Linked DNA regions of Rattus norvegicus: region 2 is linked to region 1. A link is a contact called in public Hi-C data. All regions are on one chromosome and are shown on one strand. Each heading gives the region's core, a stretch centred on a gene start, on an enhancer-like site or on the middle of the called end of the contact. The rest is flanking DNA. Distances are from core to core; before and after follow the strand shown. Region 1 holds the start of Rfxap (regulatory factor X-associated protein). Region 2 overlaps Ccdc169 (coiled-coil domain containing 169).

What was found. A called contact is a pair of places that touch in the nucleus more often than the background predicts.
Region 2: a Hi-C map of Schwann cells shows a contact between it and region 1, with 4 times the contacts expected there. The contact joins the enhancer-like site here to the promoter of Rfxap in region 1.

Annotation. Positions count from the first base shown.
Region 1 is chr2:141,160,970-141,163,864 of GRCr8, forward strand. Rfxap (regulatory factor X-associated protein) reads right to left here and starts at 1,428. Exons shown (of 3, transcript NM_001044263.1): 1 at 862-1,428. The coding sequence starts at 1,257.
Region 2 is chr2:141,481,882-141,484,776 of GRCr8, forward strand. The region is part of intron 4 of Ccdc169 (coiled-coil domain containing 169); the gene reads left to right. Among named protein-coding and RNA genes, the nearest start is that of Ccdc169, 12 kb to the left of the region's middle. Within about 2 kb of position 1,515, at least 5 of the 93 cell types and tissues checked have an H3K27ac peak or open chromatin away from gene starts, as enhancers often do. A contact at or near this core is called in Schwann cells, where this site is marked.

The sequences.
Region 1 (2,895 bases), core at 178-2,677:
AAGCAAAGACAATTTCTTCTTCTAACTCTCCCCAGTTATCCTTATTTATAGCACTGTTTCCTTTACGTACACAATACACGGAATGCTAGAGTTGACTTGACTGTAGAGAACCCTGTGTCTTCACAACTCCAGGCCTTGCACTGTGTAGGTAGGATGTTAGCACCACAAAACTCAAAGACACTTACCGTAGCAATAGTTATCCAGTCTGAACTTCAAAAGGAACTTCTGTGGTAAGGAGGCTGCCTACTTTTTACGGATCTGGTTTTGTTTTTTAAACAGCTCTAATATTTAGGCCGACTTTGCTGGGTTTGAGCTGAAATGCACACCAATTATAATTTCCATCTAGCCAAAATAAATCCGAAGAAACACTAACTGGGCCTTATTTTAAGGCCAAAAGATGAGGGAGGCGATTTAAGCGAGATGAAAACGGACCTAAGTCCACACAGCCAGCAGCAGAATCCCAACTGCAAAGCACACTGGCTTCTATCTTCCCATGCTTGACTTGGATCAAGTAACGCCAAAGTGCTCTGTGAGTTACTACCCCACTGCCAATCCAACTTTTCTTCGGAGCCACGGGGTTTAAGAAAAACAAACAAACAATCCCCCCAAAACAACAAAAAACAAAGGTCAAAAAGTTACAGAAAACTAAAAATAGGGTATGTAGGAAGCCACAGGGTGGAGAAGGGGAAGGGTTTACTGACAAGAGGTGCAGATCACCTCCAAAGTGCCAGTGTCGGGTGGGGCTCTCACTGTCTGCTCAATGGCAATGAGAGGATGAGCCCAGCCCCTTGCGGGGGGACCCTGAGTGTGTACAGTGGAGTGGCACCCACCTCCCCTGGCCCCGGGGCCCGAGGAGCATACCTCCAGTTTGACATTGCCTGTGCTGGCCGCGGCGGGGCCACCAGAGCCCTGTGCCTGGTCGCTCTTCTTCTTCTTGTACTTGTCCTTGTACATCTTGTTGCGGTGCTTCTTACACATCCAGGGCTTACGCTGCTTGGCCACCTGGCTGGTGGTCTCGCGGCAGCCCTCGTAGGTGCAGGTCTTCGAGCCTCGTCTGCGCGCCGCGCCGCCACCCTCGGCATCCTCGTCCTCCAGCTCCTCGGGGCTGGCCGCACTCTCGCCGCCGCCCGCCGGGTCCGATGTGTCCAGGAGGTCGGCGTCGTCCTCCCCCGCCTCATCCTCGGCGTCCGCCGCCGCCTCGCTCCCCGCTAGACCTGGCCTCAGAGCGCTGTCCGCCGCGGCCTCGTCCTGTCGCATCACCAGCACCGTCACGGGAGGGGCCGTCCGGGGACTGGTGGTGCCCGGCCTGGAGCCCTCGGACACAGCTTGCGCCTCCGTGATGCCGCCAGAGCCAGGGTCCGCCACCGCGGCCCGTCAGCACTTGAAAAACACAACGGGACTTCACAAGCGATCCGCCGTACGTCCGGGGACCCGAGCAGCCCGCACTGCACTGCGCGTGCGCAACAGCGGTCTGAGCGCCTGCGCTTCAGAGCTGGGGGGCGGTGCTGAGCAGGTGCAGGACAGAACCGAATGCGCCTGCGCCGCGGCTTTCCGCAAACGATTGCTGAACGCTGGCAGACCAAGGACCCCGCTAGCTTCCAGGCTGGGAGGAACAACAGACAGCAGCAACGATTGCGCCTGCGCAGCTGTCTTCTCGCCGGCGAGCGATTTCGGAGAGCTGGAGACTCAGGAAGCTTGTCAAAGAGACCTGGGCACCGCCAGAAGGCACTTTCTGCCTAAACCCACCCTCCCTAAAGGGTTCAAAGCACGTCTCTTCTGCAATGTCTCTGGGTCAATTAGGAAGGTTTCTGAGAGGAGTTTGAAACAACTTAAGGAGGAAATGGTTTATTTGACTCATGCATCCCAGTCAAGCCGGGTGAGAACATGCTTTCAGCTAGCTTTCTTACCCAGGCATGCCTTTTCTGACATTCCCAACAATGGGATCGTTGGCTTACATGACAGTTCTGTTTTTATTTCCCGCATAAGCTTCCCACTGACTTCCATAGTGGGTGCATAGGTTGGCGTTCACACTAGCAATGTACAAGAGGTCCCTTTCCTCCGTATCCCCACCAGGGCTTGATATCTTACGGTAATAACTGTTTCATCTGGGATGGAATAACACTGTAGTTTGGATTTGCACATTAGGATTAGTGATGTACATTCCATACACCTGTTGGCCTTTGTATGCTTTTCTTTGTGAACTAACTATATCGCCCATTTCAATAGGGTTCTTAGGTATTTATTATTTTTTTTACTTATTTTTATTGTATTTGTTTGAATTCTTTAAATAATTCTGATGCTAACTACTCATCAAATGTAGTTTGCAAATATTTTCTCCCGTTCTAGAGATTGCCTATTCTCAGGTCTTTTACTGAGCCACAGCTTTTTAGTTTGATACCCATCAATTTGTGTTTTTTTTCGCCCCACTTCCTATGTTTTAGAGGTGTCTTATACAAATAGATCTTTGCCCATTCATCTGCCCTATTTTTATTTCTAGTGGTTCACAGTTTTAGGCCTTATATTTCAGTCTTCAATTCATTCTGTGTTGATTTTTATAAATAGGGGTTTAATTTAAGTCTTCTTTTTAAAATCTATAAAGCTGAAATGAACTTTATTCAAGAATGAACCAGTGTACAAAAATATGCTCATATTATAAAAACATATTGAATTGAGTATTTTTTATTCTTTTAAACTCAGTCTTAGTTGTCAGTTTTGTTTGAAGCTTTATTATTATTATTATTATTATTATTATTATTATTATTATTATTAATGTATGAGTACACTGTCACTGTCTTCAGAAACACCAGAAGAGGGCATCAGAGCCCATTACAGATGGTGGTGAGCCACCATGTTGTTGCTGGGTGTTGAACTCAGGACCTCTGGAAGAGCAACCAG
Region 2 (2,895 bases), core at 265-2,764, 320 kb after region 1:
CTAACGTGGACTCAGCCACACTCACCCTCTCCAGTCCCGCCACACAGAGCTAACACTCGAGTTTTCAGCAGCTACTGGCAGAGCGATATGTACTTTTATAGGCCCCTAGGGTTTTTCTGTTTTTGTTTTTGTTTTTTTGAGTAACTGTCATTCCTTAGTCAACAGTACAGAGAAACTTGTCATTTTTGTTAATGACAAATTGAGGAAAAATTAGCCTATTTTCCTACATTTCTGTTACCTCTGACCTAGAATATTTAAATGTCTTTGAAGGTCAGGAAAATACCCTTCCTCCTTCTCTCTGAAATTGGAAAAACCAGACTTTTCTCTCCTCTGGTGGCTCATGTCGCCATCTTGTGGCACTTTTAGATATGGCTGCCTTCCTTAGTTTACAGGGAGAATTTTAACAGGAAATATATATGTAGTGTGACCTGTAAAATACTCCTCAAGGAAGCAAACTGGCTGGTCACCTGCTTCTCCATGCCTGGACCTTGCCCTCAGAACGGCTCTGTAGCTCATATAAGGAACATTTAAGATTTAAGCATTTCTTCTTGGTGACATAGAGAAGAAGGTTTCTGAGCAGCAAGGATTGGGAATCTGGTAACAAGGATCAAGAAACAAGGCCCGTGCTCATGGAAGTGTTCTTGCTCACCAAGAACTGAGCAGCAAGCACTGAGACCTGAGTGCTGTTGACTCAGTCTCTCGATCACCCATCCCTAAGGAGCAAAGACAGGATGTCTTAGTTTTCAGAAGAAAGGACAGAATTGGTGTTGCTCAGACATAATAATTACACACACACACACACACACACACACACACACACATATGCGTGTGATATATATATATGTGTGTGTGTGTGTGTGTTAAAATTAGTTTTTTTGGGTTGGACTACGAATACAACATCTCAACATTTCTGACTTTAGAAAAGGTTTATCTTACTCTTTTATTTTTGAGTATGAGTGTGTGTCTGCATGGGTTCATGGGTAGCATGCATGTGCAGTGCCCAGAGAGGTAAGAGGGCACTGGGTTCCCTGGAGCTGGAGATCCTGCGGTTTTGAGCCTCCTGATGTGCATGCTGGGAACTGGACTCCGGTGTTTTACTACAGCATGAAGGACTTTCCCCAGCCAAACATCTCTCCAGCCCCTCCCAGTTTGTGCCTGTCTTTGTCATGAATCATCAGTCTTAAGGCGCAACTCCCACCGACATACTCACAGACTGATGCCAGTTAGCCTGAGTGCCAATTTTGTTTCTACAGCCCTATTGACAAGCAAGTTCACGTTTTGCATAAGGTGTACTAAGTGGCTTTGTCAACTGTATCATGAAAGGATGAACAAAGGAATCTTCAGTTACAAAAGCAGGATATAGAATTCCCATTGTCCGCCTGGCTATGGTAGACCTATGATCATTCCATGCACCCACTAATTTGCATTCTCCCCGAAGATCAGAGCAGTTTACTTGCAGACGGGTACATCAAACCAGAGAGAAGTTAACAAATGTGCTATATAGTGTAATAATTAGGTTTGTCCACAAGGGGGCACTTGTAAGGTCAGTGTGAAGAACCTTCTATCGGGGCTGAGGGGTGTCTGGGTTAACTGAGTCATATTGTTGTTTCTCTCTCTTAAAACCTGGAGCGGGGTGTTTTAATTTGTAGCTAGCTCCCTACCTCTGCCTGTTATTGCTATTGTTGAATTCTTCAGTGCAACAATTAACATTAGTTTTGAGAAAAAAATAGGTGGCTGTTAGGGCTTCTTTTCTGCCTGGGATGGAGGAGTAGGCTTTTTTTCTTCTTTTTACTTAAATCCTGAGTATATTTTACTTCAGGTATGCAAACACAGCCCTGCAGCGCAGCCTTTTCAAAGCAAATTAAAGCAAAAATGCAGGTGGAAAATGGTTAATTAAAATGCTAAGAAGCAACTGTTGTCAAAACCAGTTCCTCATAGAAGCAGCGCGAAAGCTTGGTGTCTATTTTGGGAATTTCGTCTCCAGGAGCATCTTTAGCTGTGGTTTGTCTTTGCTGGACAATTTTCTGGTTTGTGTCCATTGATTTCTGCAAACAGATACACCAGCTTGGGAAAACCAGAAACATTTCCGTCAGTTTATTTCAGAAAGGTCAGGGCCTCCTGTGGATGTTGGCACAGGTCCACCCTCTGATAAAAATCACTTCCCAAATATTCAGGTTAGTAAGTTTGTCATCAGGAAAAATCAAAATCCAGAGTGGACCCTAACTTTATTTTGGAATAATTTAGTACTTTTCAAGGATTTCTTTTGCTGAATAGAGTAATTATCCTGTAGTGGTCTAGGCTCTCGGATATTTGATGACAGTGGTGTTCTAGAGAAATCCAGAACAAGGTCTTGGTTTCTCCAATGCAGAACTAATTTTGATGCTGGTCTAATGCCCACCGGACTGCTGAGCAAAGCTTCGTGTCTGAGCTGTGCTGTAATTTTAAATCAGTGTGTGTGTGTGTGTGTGTGTGTGTGTGTGTGTGTGTGACTCGTGCATGAGAGGGGGCAGAGCTCATAGCAGGTAGAGGAAGGAAAGTAAAGATGCAGCCCGGGACCCCCCATCCCCCGCCACACACGCACAGCTGGAGCCTGAGAACACGCCTTGTTCTGTGTGGGCTGTGTGGAGGCAAGGGACAGGAGAAGGTAATGGAGGAAGTCAGGGCAGGACGGAACAGACGACTGATCCGAAGCTGCTGGTTAACATGGGAGATGAGCGCACAGTCAGATGGGGAAAGCAGTGGATTCCTAAGCTCAGACAGCAGGGTGGGTGGTCTATCTCAAGCCTGGTTTGTTTAAGGATTCCTAGTTTGAGTGTGGATTGTCACTGAAATGGCAGCTCTGCTGTGCCTCTCGGATAGAATGTTCTCTTTTAGCCAACACTCTGCTGTGGAGTA